Linked DNA regions of Mus musculus: all the other regions are linked to region 3. The links are chromatin contacts, called in public promoter capture Hi-C maps. All regions are on one chromosome and are shown on one strand. The core of a region is the stretch at or near the end of the contact, and the rest is flanking DNA. Distances in the headings are between cores, read along the strand shown.

Evidence for each region. Promoter capture Hi-C pulls out the DNA fragments that hold promoters and counts their contacts.
Region 1: a promoter capture Hi-C map of the HPC-7 cell line shows a contact between it and region 3. The contact joins the enhancer-like site here to the promoter of Ica1 in region 3. A contact is called at or near these places in 11 of 39 promoter capture datasets (the 3T3-L1 cell line, the C10 cell line, the HPC-7 cell line and 7 more), 1 of 15 datasets of contacts at CTCF or cohesin (stem cell-derived epiblast-like cells), 2 of 484 Hi-C or Micro-C datasets (bone marrow-derived macrophages and nephron progenitors), 7 of 115 datasets of contacts at active chromatin or transcription factors (bone marrow-derived macrophages, embryonic forebrain, embryonic hindbrain and 3 more) and 3 of 9 other capture datasets (adipose tissue, liver and pancreatic islet).
Region 2: a promoter capture Hi-C map of hematopoietic stem and progenitor cells shows a contact between it and region 3, with 2.3 times the contacts expected there. The contact joins the enhancer-like site here to the promoter of Ica1 in region 3. A contact is called at or near these places in 5 of 39 promoter capture datasets (the C10 cell line, embryonic stem cells, hematopoietic stem and progenitor cells and 2 more), 1 of 15 datasets of contacts at CTCF or cohesin (large pre-B cells), 1 of 115 datasets of contacts at active chromatin or transcription factors (bone marrow-derived macrophages) and 3 of 9 other capture datasets (adipose tissue, liver and pancreatic islet).

What each region holds. Positions count from the first base shown.
Region 1 is chr6:8,273,304-8,277,677 of GRCm38.p6, forward strand. The region is part of intron 2 of Umad1 (UMAP1-MVP12 associated (UMA) domain containing 1); the gene reads left to right. Among named protein-coding and RNA genes, the nearest start is that of Umad1, 16 kb to the left of the region's middle. Within about 2 kb of position 1,993, at least 70 of the 459 cell types and tissues checked have an H3K27ac peak or open chromatin away from gene starts, as enhancers often do. A contact at or near this core is called in the HPC-7 cell line, adipose tissue, forebrain and 1 more, where this site is marked.
Region 2 is chr6:8,337,416-8,342,325 of GRCm38.p6, forward strand. The region is part of intron 2 of Umad1 (UMAP1-MVP12 associated (UMA) domain containing 1); the gene reads left to right. It overlaps Gm46952 (a long non-coding RNA gene), which reads right to left. Exons shown (of 3, transcript XR_001785197.2): 2 at 4,038-4,095. Among named protein-coding and RNA genes, the nearest start is that of Gm46952, 5.7 kb to the right of the region's middle. Within about 2 kb of position 2,221, at least 20 of the 459 cell types and tissues checked have an H3K27ac peak or open chromatin away from gene starts, as enhancers often do. A contact at or near this core is called in bone marrow-derived macrophages and hematopoietic stem and progenitor cells, where this site is marked.
Region 3 is chr6:8,776,390-8,781,263 of GRCm38.p6, forward strand. Ica1 (islet cell autoantigen 1) reads right to left here and starts at 2,095. Exons shown (of 14, transcript NM_010492.3): 1 at 1,683-2,095.

The sequences.
Region 1 (4,374 bases), core at 743-3,242, 500 kb before region 3:
AAGGATGGACCATCTAGAGACTGCCATATCCAGGGATCCATCCCATAATCAGCCTCCAAACGCTGACACCATTGCATACACTAGCAAGATTTTGCTAAAAGGACCCTGATATAGCTGTCTCTTGTGAGACTATGCCGGGGCCTAGCAAACACAGAAGTGGATGCTCACAGTCAGCTATTGGATGGATCACAGGGCCCCCAGTGGAGGAGCTAGAGAAAGTATCCAAGGAGCTAAAGGGATCTGCAACCCTATAGGTGGAACAACATTATGAACTAACCAGTACCCCGGAGCTCTTGACTCTAGCTGCATATATATCAAAAGATGGCCTGGAAAGAGAGGCCCATTGGACTTGCAATCTTTGTATGCCCCAGTACAGGGGAACGCCAGGGCCAAAAAGTGGAAGTGGGTGGGTAGGGGAGTGGGGGGGTATGGGGGACTTTTGGGATAGCATTGGAAATGTAAATGAGGAAAATACCTAATAAAAATATTTTAAAAAAAGAAAAAGCCAAAAAACAGAAACAACAACAACAACAAAAAAAACCCCTGAGAACATTAAATTGTGTACTTTACCTTTTAAACATGAATGTACTTTCTTTTAAATAAAGGAGAATTTGGCATTTTATCACTGTTTATTAAGTTTGGATCCTAATTTGGCTACCTCACTGTTTATTCTCCGATATTTTAAATAACTAAAATATTTTTAAATTATTATATAGAACTAACCTCCTGGAAGTTGAAGGCTCATAGTAGTATTGTTTTTGTAGTAAAATATCATTAGCATTCACAGACTTAATCGACTTAACTGATAAAAATTCTAACCATTACTAGGAATTATTGTATTACCATTAAAATTTATAAAGACAAACTTTAAAATTTTTTTTATTGTGGTAAACTACCTGTTTTGTCATGTCACTCTATAGCAGTCTCTTTATGTAATATTTACTTTAATCTCAGGGCATACCATATGAAAATACTTTGAAAAGATAAGTTCAGTGGTATATTTTTTCATAGTTTTATTGTTAACAGGGTACCATATTCACATATTTTGGAATATGTACTAGTTACTTTTCTGCTGTGAGAAAATACTACAGCCAAAAGCAACTTGTAAGAGAGAGTTTATTTGGGCTCATATTTCCAGAGGACTAGATGTCCATAACAGCAGGGAAGGAAGGTACGGTATCCTGAGGCCAGGTCAGGAGGCTGAGGGATCAGAGCAGGAAGCAAGGAGAGAGAACTGGAAGACGGCTGAAGCTGTGAAGCTGGCCCGGCAAGACTCCCTCCAGCAAAGCTCCAGGTCCATAACTTCCATAACTTCCCCAAGCAGTGCCACCTACTGGGGATCAGTGAACCTGCAGGTAAACTTTCACTAAAAACGGCCAATAGATATTCACCTAAGATTTTTAAATTAGTATCTGAACCAGAAACATTATAGGAGCAAAAAATGATTGGTTTTGTTTTCTTATCCTCTGGCTTCTCAGTGAGAAAGTCTATGACTGAGAAACAATCCCCTGCCAGTATGGACTGTTTAGAATTGGTTACAGTATCTCCTTAGAGCCTCTATGACCAGTTTCTAAAGAGGCCACAGTCAGTTACACTGTTAAATCTGAAAATGGTGCCCCTTTCCTTTCCTTTTCCACCTGAGAATACCTTCTCCTTTCGGCTAGTACTTCTATTTAATGGTCACTTGAAATTTCAGGTCCAGGACAGCCAAGGCACTTTACTTGATAACAGGAGTATTTAGAGTAGTCACGTACAACTAAATTAGTTCATGTTTATGGAAAGCTTTTTTCTTTACTAGGACTTCTGAAGCTTTTGCTCTCTTTAGATTGTAGAGCATGTAGACTAAGCATAAAGTGAGGGGTGGGGTTAGTAGAAAAACATGCTTTCCCTTGTGTACCCAGAATTCACAGCAGAAGGCTAGAGCTCATTCAGTAATGAAGTTGAAGTAATCCTCCAGGTACTCCATCTACACAAAAACAAATTGCAGTTTCCCTTTGCATCACTGGGTGGCGATTTTTCACAGTCTTGAGCTACTGTTTAAAAAGCTAGCAAGCAAGGCACTGTTTGTAATTACCAAGGCCTTCTTCTGTTATGACACATTTAATTGTGCTTTTAACACATTATCTTTAAGTTGATTACAAATTTACTAGTGTAATGTGCAACCTTGTAGTTATTTTAAATTAGGAAAGGGTTTTGCAGGGTTGGCAGATAATTCTATCCAATACCAAGACAAAGGCATGCATTAGCTTATTATGTTAAAGCAAAAATAGAATATAAAATGAAAAGAAGTAATGTAGATTATTGTTCTTGCTCCAGTAATATTGTTGACCAGATATTGAGTATAATTTTAGAGGAGTGAGAATGAAATTGGGCAAGTAAACTATCACAGAGACAAAAAGAATTGTATGACAGTACGGCTGAACCCATTTCGTTCTTCAGTATATGCAGGCACTTAAAGTAGGACACAATAACTCTAAGCTTCTTTTAAATTAAAACTAATTTAGTAATTCATAGTAGTTTGGATTTCATCTTTAAGTATTTGATATTGAAGTGCATATCTTAGTTTCCCCCTTTCTTGGAGCTTAAGTATGAAATTAGATTTTATCAGTCGTCTTAAAGACTCTTTCCTATTATATTCCTGATTCTGGGAATTAAAGCATGCACATATATTTCAGTAAGCCTATTTTATTTTTATTTAGGACTTTTAAAAGGTTTTTTTCCCATCTCTGTTTTTCTCTTTCTTTCTTTCTTTCTTTCTTCCTTTCTTTTTTTTTTAATGAAGGCTTAGCTGTGTACAATGAAAATGTACATTCCACAGAATGGGAAATAGTAAGTAACTTTCATTCTGTGTGGAGCCAAAGGCTTTAATTGTGACAGCAAAACTAAATAGGTTTTCATAATGTGCTTCCTGTTTTAACTCCTGTCCTTACAGAACAAATGCACAGATCTTTAAAAAGTATTCATGGATTTAAAAAGTAATTTGTTCTTGACCTTGTATAGTTATAACCAGAAAAACTCAAATATATTTAATTTATCATAGTGATCTCTATTTTTACTCTTGACCTTTAAGTTCCAAGGCAAATGTTAGAGGCTTTTTCATTTAACTTCATTAGGTAATGAAAGTTCTTATTCTCCCAGCTGTGTGTAAGGGATGGAATTTTCACAGTATTTGTTCCTTAATTCTGCTCTAGCTCATCAAGGTGTTCTCCCTATGTGTCAGAACTCTGACATCCTTCTAAACAACATGCAGTATTGTAGGGATGGCAGTGTTCAAGAGTTGCTGAAATCATTCTTTCCTAAGGTGCTGGTGGGAGAACAAAGCATTCTTAGGTGATAACGCAGAACAAGATAAGGCCTACTTAGGGCCGTTGAAAAGTTGCTGCTTGGCTAGAGAGAGTATATCAGGGTCACTGAGGAAAAACCGGTCTGGGAAGGTAGTTTGTGATAGGCTGAGACATTAGAATTTTATCCCTCATGCTGTAAGGAACTTTTAGTGCATTTTAAAGCATCCGTGACTTAATTTTTTTAAATTCAATTTTAGTAATAGCTTTTAAAAAAGAAGTTAACTTCTATCATTCTCTGTAGACCAAGAACTATTCAAAATTATACACAGTATTATGACTTGAATATATTTCTGTATTTAGTATATGTCACATTACGGTGATACATAAGCCGGCAAAACAATAGTCACACAACATAGGGGTGCATGTTGTGTAGCAAATATCTGGAGTTGAACATTTTCCTGTCCTTTCGTTTTAATATGATACAAGGCAGAAAACACTAGTTGTATTCATTTTCCTTTCTTCCTTTTCTTTTCTAGCTCTGTGGCTATTTTCCATTTAGGTGTGGGGTTATTCTGTTTGCAGATTCTAGGAGAATTTTATTTTATTTTATTTTATTATTATTATTATTATTTTTTTTTTTTTTTTGTTAAAACCCAGTTGGGCTAGCCATGATGCCACATGGCTTTAATCCTACCACTGGGGAGGCAAAGGCAAGTGGGTCTCCTAAACAACCAGAGCTACATAGCAGAGATATTCTGTCTCAAGAAACAAGGAAATAATAAATAAATACCAAAATTAAAATCAAAGCGGAGCTGGTATGCACCTTTCTTCCTTGCTTGCTGGATTGTGGACTTGGTAAGTTGGGAGACGTCTGAGTGCTCTCTTGCCCATGAAGCCTAATTATGTTGTGAAGGTAACTGGAGAGTATGCCCTTTGGAGCTGGGTCCTTGAAGACTGTGGTCCTGTCAGATGGTCCTTTGATACTTCCCTTTGAGCATCCCTTACTAAAACATGAATATGTTTCCATTCTGTGTAAATCACTATTTTATTTTGTCATTTTCAGATGAACTAAACCTAAACTAATATAGGC
Region 2 (4,910 bases), core at 971-3,470, 440 kb before region 3:
CTTTGGCCAAAGGGACACTGAGTTGCAGACACAACTGCAGCTGTAGTTTGATAGACTTTTTGATGATTACAGATTCCTGATTGCACACATGTGACTGTTAAGTCCTTTCTAGCCTTCATGTTTACTTATTAAAGAATTGGCAGACTTCAGATAATGGAACATAAAACCAAATCAATAAAGATGAATTATGATATTTTTCTGACATCAAAAGGTATACTGTACAAAAAGATTGGATCATGCCAAGGGCACTAATTCAGGGGGAACAAGAGTTGAATTTTGAATGGGCGTAATAAACAGCCTTTATGGATTGCTTAAAAACTCTAGCTAATGGCCACTATTCAAAGAAATAAAGACTCTGGAGAATCTGAATTGTCACTGAGGTACTAAATGTTCTATAAATTGAAGAATGGCATTCTGTCATACTTATTTAGAATGACTCTGGCATGGCAGTTCTTTAGCATTAAGCTTTGTGAAACCCACTGGGGTGTGTATACTTTTATAAACAGAAATACTTCCTAGGTACTATCCTGTTTTGTTTTGTTTTTCCACCAAAGCACTGGATTTAGTTTTATTTTTTTATTTTTTTATTAGATATTTATTTACATTTCAAATGATATCTCCTTTCCTGGTTTCCCCTCCCAAAACCTTCTATCCCATCCCCCCTCCCCCTGCTCACCAACCCACCCACTCCCAGTTCCCTGTCCTGGGATTACCCTACACTGGGCCATCGAGCCTTCACAGGACCAAGGGACTCTCCTCCCATTGATGTCCAACAAGGCCATCCTCTGCTATATATACACCTGGAGCCATGCATCTCTCTATGTGTACTTTTTGGTCAGAGGTTTAGTCCCTGGGAGCTCTGGGGTTACTGGTTGGTTCATATTATTGTTCCTACTATGGTGCTGCAAACCCCTTCAGCTCCTTGGGTTCTTTCTCTCGATCCTCCATTGGGGACTTTATGCTCAGTCTAATGGATGGCTGTGAGCATCCACTTCTGTATTTGTCAGGCACTGGCAGAGCCTCTTATGAGATAGCTATATCAGGCTCCTGTCAGCAAGCACTTATTGGCATCCATAATAGTGTCTGATGACTGTATATGGGATGGATCCCAATGTGCGGCAGTCTCTGCATGGTCCCTCCTTCAGTCTCTGCTCCATACTTTGTTTCTGTATCTCCTCCCATGGGTATTTCATTCCCCATTCTAAGAAGGACCGAAACATCCATACTTTGGTCTTCCTTCTCCTTGAGCTTCATGTGGTCTGTGAATTGTATCTTGGGTATCCCAAGCTTCTGGGCTAATATCCACTTATCAGTGAGTGCATACCTAGTGTGTGTTTTTCTGTGACTGGGTTACCTCACTCAGGATGATATTTTCTAATTCCATCCATTTACCTAAGAATTTCATGAATTCATTGTTTTTAATAGCTGAGTAGTACTCCATTGTGTAAATGTACCACATTTTCTGTATCCATTCCTCTGTTGAGGGACATATGGGTTCTTCCCAGCTTCTAGCTATTAAAAGTAAGGCTACTATGCATATAGTGAAATATGTTCCTTATTACATGTTGGAGCATCTTCTGGGTATATGCCCAGGAGTGGTATAGCTGGGTTCTCAAGTAGTACTATGTCCAATTTAATGAGGAATTACCAAACTGATTTCCAGAGTGGTTGTACCAGCTTGCAATCCCACCAGCAATGGAGGAGTGTTCCTCTTTCTCCACATCCTTGCCAGCATCTGCTGTCACCTGAATTTTTGATCTTAGCCATTCTGACTGGTATGAGATGGAATCTCAGGGTTGTTTTGATTTGCATTTCCCTGATGACTAAGGATGTTGGACATTTCTTTAGGAGTCTTGCCTTTTTTAACTATTTTTTTATGTTCCTTTCTAGAGCAACTTCTGATTCATAACTATTTATTAGTCATATAGTATTGTTTTCTATTTCTGTAGTCTTTATACAGCTTCAAAGTTGTTTATTTTAAATATGTAAGACCATGTCATTTCTGTGCTCAAAACCCCAAAGTAGCCCTAAATCCATCTCAGAATTAAACCCCAACTCTTAGAGTAATGAGTTCTTTTACTTCGCTGACATTCTGCTCTGTTCGGGGTGGATAGGCATCGGTTCACCTGCGATGTTTCATTTTTTTAAAAACCTGCACTGTCACCAGTAAAGTTGTATTTCTGCTTATAAAATTTAAAGTCTTCTTTAGTTCCTCATTTCCCTGCCAATCACTAGCTCCCTTTACAGTAAGGTCATTCTGCGTTTCCTCACTAACAGCCTTCACTGAGGTAACAGAAACCTTGTTAAAAAAAGAAAACTGGAGGCTCTCTGTAGTCAGCAGCATTGAAGGAAGAGAACTCTCTCATGGTTGATAGCTCTCATAAGAATCTGGTCCTTCGTAGGCTGGTGAGATGCTCAGAGTATAAGTGTGTTTACCCCAGGCCCCACTATCTAAAGTCATCAACTGGATTCACATGGGGACAAGAGAGAATTGCCTCCCTCCTATTATCTCGTGACCTCCTGACCATGGGCACTACCACAAATGCATGCAAAGTGACCCACACTCACAAAAACAATTTGGTTCTTCCTTAGTGCTAGGTGGGATTTCAGCATTCAAGTCTGAATACTCTTTTTCACATTTTAATCAGTGTGCAAAAAGGTGAAAAATCTGTCTTCTTTCTCTCCATGCATCTCGCTACAGTCTAGCATATGCCAGGAAAGGAAAAGGCTTTCGTATTGGCAAACAGATTCCAAGATGATTTCTAAGCCTATTAAAAGAAACTTTTTTTCAGAAGAAATATTTTTTTAAAAATTAGAGTGATAAAAGATAAGAAATTACCTCTAAACTAAATAATGGTAACCAAAATGTATTCGTTAAGTGTGTATATAATGTTAATTTCTCACTGCACTTAGACCTGTTCATACTTTAAGAATACAGCATTTCAGAGGACTTAGGGCTATTTGAAAGCCAATGTGACTATGAGGCAAGGTACAGGAATAGTTATATATGTGTATACTAGCAAATGTAACTGGATAGATGGAGTAAGAGAACAAGTTAAAAATAGACATCCTTTAATTTTCAAGTAAGTAGTATTTGTTAGAACTTGTGGCTCTGGAGCTGGTGACTAGTGACATCAAAGAAGTTATGTAGAAACTAAGTTATATGTAGTGCTATTAGAGAAGCAGGGGCTACCAAACTTGTTGATAGGATGCAGTAGTACCCATTAGGTTGAAGATAATTACTGAGAAATGAAAAAGTAGTTCTGTGTGTGGGAGTTCAGACAAGTGACAAAACTGTCTAGAAATTCCAGGATTTTTAGGCTGAAATTTTAATGTAATCATAAATGAGGACACACTGATCTATTCCTGTGGATTTACTTAAAAAAGAGCTTGTCGAGGCTAGCCTGGTCTACAAAGTGAGTTCCAGGACAGCCAGGGCTATACTCTGTGTCGGAAAAAAAAAAAAAAGAGCTTGTCATCATGTTCAGGGACACTAAGAATTAAAGTGAGTGACCTGGGTAATGTGTGAGATTATTGATGACAATGCTGGATGGAAACCTAGTTCAGTCTTGGTTTGAATGAAAAGAAACCTCAGTCACTCCCTAGAACCAGTCCTTAAGAGGGACTGATTTAGACAGTGCTAAGGTTCTTCCAATGCCCCAGGATATTTCCCTTTGTGCTTCCATTCCCTCTGTGCATAGGTCACAAGGTCAGTCTGCTATAGGATGCTGCACACAGATCTTTAATGTATGGTGTTGGTCATGTTTATTCCCCATAACATGCCTATTCTGCCAAAGGTCTCTGCATAAATATATAATTAATTGTCAGACTTTCTTGTTTTGGATAGTATTTTCTGAAAAAAGCCCTTGTTTTCTTCAATATGGAGAATATACTTATTTAATTTTCTAGACTTACTGTTTTAATAAGCACATATAGATTTGTAATCAGCTTGGAATTCTGTTAAAAGTTTCTAGATAATTCTGCAATGCTGTTAGGTTGTGACATTTTGTAAGATTTGGATCCTATTTTATACTCACTTAATGTGCATCTTCTATTTAAATGATTGGAATTCTGACCTCTTTGGAATATGAATTTCTGTTATGAAGAAAGGAACATATAAATGTGTTAGCAGTTGGTAAATGGATATCTGTTCATAAACAGTTATTATTCAGTTTGTTTTCCATTCTGGGGGCTTGAGGCCCCTGATCTTCAAAGACACCCTGATCCTTTTTTTTTTTTCCCCTATGTTTCCATTTAATCCTCTTCCTTAGAGGAAAAATTCCCCTTGAGACTTCTCCTATTATAATTCATATTCAATTTGTTATCTTAAAAGTATGTGACTATAGCCCAGGAGGAGGAGTGAGAGGAGGGGACACTGTCCTCCTCCTTTTGAGAGATCTATAAAGACAAGGGATTTTTTTTGTGTGTGTGCTGTGTTCCAGAAGGTAAAAATATTTCAATTTATTTTAGAAGTAGATGTAAATGAATCATTTTTGATGTTTAGTTAATTTGCCTATGTTAAGGCAGTACTGATCGCATGTCTAGCTTAGACTTAAATCTTGTGTCCACACTTGTAACTGAATTAGCTTTTCTTAAATGAACACAGCATTTCCTACCATGTAGAGTTGTATAGGTACAGTAGAGAATACAGAGAATGTAGATATACCTAAAGTTAGCAATGACTGATACATTCTACCAAAAGAATATTTAACATTAGGAATTATTTTTAAAATAACAGAAAACACTAAGCCTTCCTTTTATAATTTTATCTTTCTGAGAATCTATAGTAATTATAAATACAAGTAATTTTGAAAAAATAATTATTTATATACTAAAATATGTTATCTGTGTGTCCTAGGTTGGCTTCATCTGGTTTCAGCCTAGACACCTTGTCAGTTCCTCCACTTGAT
Region 3 (4,874 bases), core at 845-3,344:
TGTGGAGGCTTGATGCCCCAGTGTAGGGGGATGCTAGAGCAGTGAGGTGGGAGTGGGGGAGTGGATGGAGGAGAACCTTCATAGAGGCGAAGGTGAGGGGGAAGAGGGGGGATGGGGGGCTTGTGGAGGGGTAACCGGGAAGGGGGATATCATTTGAAATGTAAAGGAATAAAATGATTAATAAAAATAAATAAATACATACAAATAAAAGCTGAGACCTAAAAAGGATCAGAAACAATTCAGAGTGGGCAGGGAGATGGCGGGGCAGGCAAAGGTGTTTAGGGTACAAAGTTGGCAACCTGAACTGAACACCAGGAACCTATGTAGAGGTAGAGGAGGCAACCAAAGCCACAGAATTATTATTCTCTGACCTTCACATGTGGGGCATGCAAGTGTTCACACATCATGCACAGCAGACATGTGTGTGTGTGTGTGTGTGTGTGTGTGTGTGTGGTGTGTGTGTGTATGGTGGTGTGTGTATGTGTGTGTGTGTGTGGTGTGTATGTGTGTGTTGAACAAAGGGTAAGAAACATTTTGGAGTGTGAATTTCATAATCGTGTCCTATTTTATTCCCTAACTTCTGAGCGGTCAAGATGTCAGATTTAAACCAGAGGATCATGGGAGCCAATCTGAGAGACTGCCGATATAAACACTCACACATGCAGTAAGTTATCGCTTAAAGAACCATAATGGTCAGCAAATACTCCATGTGTCTTCCTCCATTCATAACCATTTTCAAACCAGCTGGTGATGTCTTTTCCAGGTCCATGGAATGTTTAGTTAGCAGCTGCTCAGGTTGATGGATAAACCCTTCTTGTGCTAGATTCAATGCTATCTAAAAATGGAGAATATAGTCTCATTTCTAGACCTTAATGCCCACCAAAAGACCCCAAACGTTATTCACGGATATGGCACGTTAAAGGCTCCAAAGAGTGGTTCAGAGGCTTTGGAACCCTACAAGTCAAAAGATAGTGTGAAGGTTAACGGGGGAGCCGCTTGGGAGAAAGACTGGCATAACAGGATATTACTTTCAGAGGAAACAGGAGCTGCATCAAGCCTGGGCCAGGAAAGGCGGAGTCAGCAGCGCAGCACCCAAAGAAACCCCGCGTGCCAGGGTTTGCAAGAACGTGGCGTGCTCAGTGACTCTTCCTAGCCCGCAGGGGCCAACCACAGGCCTCCTGGCACCAGTCATTACAAAAAAGGTACCCATCGGCTCTTAGCAGTCCCTGCCAAAGACTAGCATAGGAGGAACGGCAAAAGTAAACGTCAGATACCGCTGCAGGTGAACTTGTCAACAAGTCAGCTCTAGACGAAAATCCCAGTCCAGAGGGGACCTGGGAGGAAGGGAAGGGTAGGCCAGCACCGGCTTGGGTATGGGCGCAGGTGCTCTCTGGTTTCCCTCCCGCTCCCTGGGGGCTGACGCACGCTCCTAGGGCGCGCGCATCCTCCACACATCCAGGCCCGAGGGAGGATCTGCGGGAGGGAAGAGGATGATGCTCCTCCCGCACCCGATGGGGGGGTGGGTGTGTGGATGAGGTGACCCGCCTGGAACCCGTAGCCCGCAAAGGGCAGTAGAGGCGGCCTTGGCTTGGCGCCCCCGACCACCCGGCCACCCGGGCGTCTCCCACTGCAGCATGCAGCCCGCCCGGCCCGCCCCCGCCCCGGCCCTGGAGGGCAGGTACCTTGGTGCTCCGGCCCCCAGGAGCCTCCCGGCGGAGATCCTAGCGTCCCTCCAGCTCCCTGCGCCGACGTCAGCGTCAGCACTGGCGAGGGAAGGGGCGGGGAGCGCAGGAAGCGGTCCTTCCTGCAGCGGCCGCCGCCAGCCGGAATAGCAACGCGGAGCCGGTGCGCGCCGCAGCGCAGCGCGGCGGCCCGAGCCGGCGCCCTCCCCTCCGCCAGAACCCGCCGCCTCCCTTCCTGCGGGGACAGCGGCCACTCTCTGCAGGACCCAGGGATCCTGGTGGGGGAGGGCGGTGGTCTCACCTGGTTTGGGGCGGATCAAGGATGAGAGGACCGAGTGTCCCTCTCTCTACTCCCTGGGGTTTTCCCGTGACCCCCATGTCTAGGGTATCTGGCGTTTGGACCTGCTGCCAGAGATGACCCCGCCCCTGCTCCCTAGCAGGTGTTCCACGTGTCCATAGCGTTCGCGTCACAATGACCTGTCTACAGGTGGCTGACGCCTAGAACACCTCAGAGTTCCTTCCTCGGTTTGTGTAAAGGGTGCGTGCTACTTTATAGAGTTTGGTTACTTGAATGGACAGGAGATTTCGTGAGGTCAGTGCCAAAACAAGTAGGTTTGCATCTGGAGTCCAAATTTGGGCTTAAAGGCTAAAAAGGCAGTGTTAAGAAAACAGCTGGGTATGTATTTACACACTTTTTTTTAATATCCATATGCCATATCAGTCACCTATACTTACTTTAGACAGTGTTTCATCTCTTCTTATCCTTTGTCACAAAACACAAACCTCAGTTTCTGGAGTACCTTGCATATCACAGGAGAGGGATATCAAATAATGGTTCCCAATGCTGTCTATACTGATAGAGATACTGGGCTCACCCCTCCTTCGATGTCATAGAGAAGTTTGTTGAATGATCACTGCTAGGAACAGCTAGTAGGTGGAAAGAAAAATTACTTAGTAATAATGCAAACAAGCCAGAAATCCACAGCTAACATAAAAGGGTTGTTTCCTGGGTGCCAAACCAATACTGTGTCCTTCACACTGAATTTTTTGATGGCCCAATATGGTGGTTAAAATTATCCCCGTTTTAAGGGTGAAGATACCGTAGCTCAGAGTTCCCTACGGAAGACTGGTGGATCTGATAGCCTTGGCATGGCTCAGTAGTGAAGAACCAGGGTTGAACCTAGGGTTGTCTGAACCAAGATTTAACCTGAGGAGAGAGTGGGGTTTAAAGCATGGTTAGGGATAACTCAGTGGCTGAACACTTACCTAGCATGCACAAAGCCCTGGGCTTGGTCCCTAGGAAAGCAAAGTAAGAAAAGTGTCCAAACATAGAAAGAAATGCTAATTTCTTCTAACATCAGAGGTACGCTGAAGGGCCAAATTTCCCTTGACTCATACCAGTCTTCATACCAGTCGCAATTTATTAATTACATGAAAATATAAGAATTCCACTCACTTATCAAAGATTGGTTTTGAGGCAAATGCATTTTTTTTTTTTTATAAGAAAGCCAGTGTCTGATGTGTTGAAAGTGTCCCCTAGAAGCATAGTTCACTGGGACCTAAGCTCTGGAAAGAACAAAGAAGTAGATTTACAGAACCATTTAAGGGCTAAGGCAGACACCTTGGCCAGAAGTCTGAGAGCCTGTCAGTCACAGAGGCTGAGTTTAGCCTTCAAAGACAGTACCTGCCATCGAAGAACCCACAGGATGAAAGCAGGGTCTGGCCAGTGTGAACAGAATCCCCCTAGCTCCCAGAGACTTTAAGAGCACACCTTAAGTGATGTCTTATTCATTTATTTAATTTGTTTTTTTGAGGCATGTTCTAGTTGTGTAGCCCAAGTTGGACTGGAACCAGAGATCCTCCTGCCTGGGATGGATGCTGAATGGTTAGATGATAGGATGTCCTCCCATGCATAGCTTTAAGTGACTTTTCTTCACCTCCAGCCTTGTTCTAGTGCTTAGGATAGGATTTGAGGAAGAAAATAGTTCTGCTCATCCTACATCACCCCAGGGTACTTTTACCTTTCCACTAAAAAAATTCTCTCCTCCTGGACTGGAGAGATGGCTCACAAGTTAAGATCACTGGCTACTCTTCCAGAGGACCTGGTTTCAATTCCCAGTGCCCACATGGGGGCTTGTAGCCATCCATAGCTCTAGTTCCAGGGGATCCAACACCTTCTTTTGACCTGCATGGGCACCAGAGTACACAAACATACATGCAAGCAAAACATCCACATAACAGAAATCAATATAAAAAAGTAAAAATTTCTCTCTTTTTACAACACTTCCATTAGTTTCTAGGTGATCTGTTGCTTCATCTTGCAGAGCGTGTTCAAGGCGCCAGTGAAAATTGGGACCAAAAAAAGGATGGTTACTGGATGGTGGGATCTGAAATTAGAATCAAAATGCAGATTCAGAGGTGAACAGAACAATGAACTTCTTCATAGGAAATACTCCCTCTGGATTCGAGGTGTGGCTGATGGGACTGTAGGGTTAGAGACCTTTCGAGGCTATTGATAACATGGATTCTAGAGAACAGTGGGCCAATTCCAAAAGTCTGTTTCCTTCCCTTAGAAAGTGGGAGCTAGGCCTTAGTATTAGCTACTTTTCTTGTTGCTGTGACATAGTAACTTAAGAGAAAAGCAACTTGAAGAAAAGTTTACTAGAGTTTGTGGTTTAATGGGGTAAGGTATAGCAGGCTAGGGAAGGCATGGCAGCAAGAATGTGAAACAGCTGGTCATATGACTCACAGGAAGGGAGAGAGAGAGAGAGAGAGAGAGAGAGAGAGAGAGAGAGAGAGAGAGAGAGAGAGAGAGAGATTTTTGGATCCCAGCCCCTAGAGTCATTCTTTCCCCATTAGTTCAACCTCACAGACAGAACTAGGACTGTCTCCTTAGTGACTAACTGGTCACAGGTCTACTCCTGTCAACTTGATGCCCAAACATCAGTTTTTTTTTATTACGTATTTCCTCAATTACATTTCCAATGCTATCCCAAAAGTCCCCCCCCCCACTCCCCTACCCACCCATTCCCATTTTTTGGCCCTGGCATTCCCCTGTACTGGGGCATATAAAGTTTGCGTGTCCAATGGGCCCCTCTTTCCAGTGATGGCCGACTAGGTCATCTTTTGATACATATGCAGCTAGAGTCAAGAGCTCTGGGGTACTGGTTAGTTCATAATGTTGTTCCACCG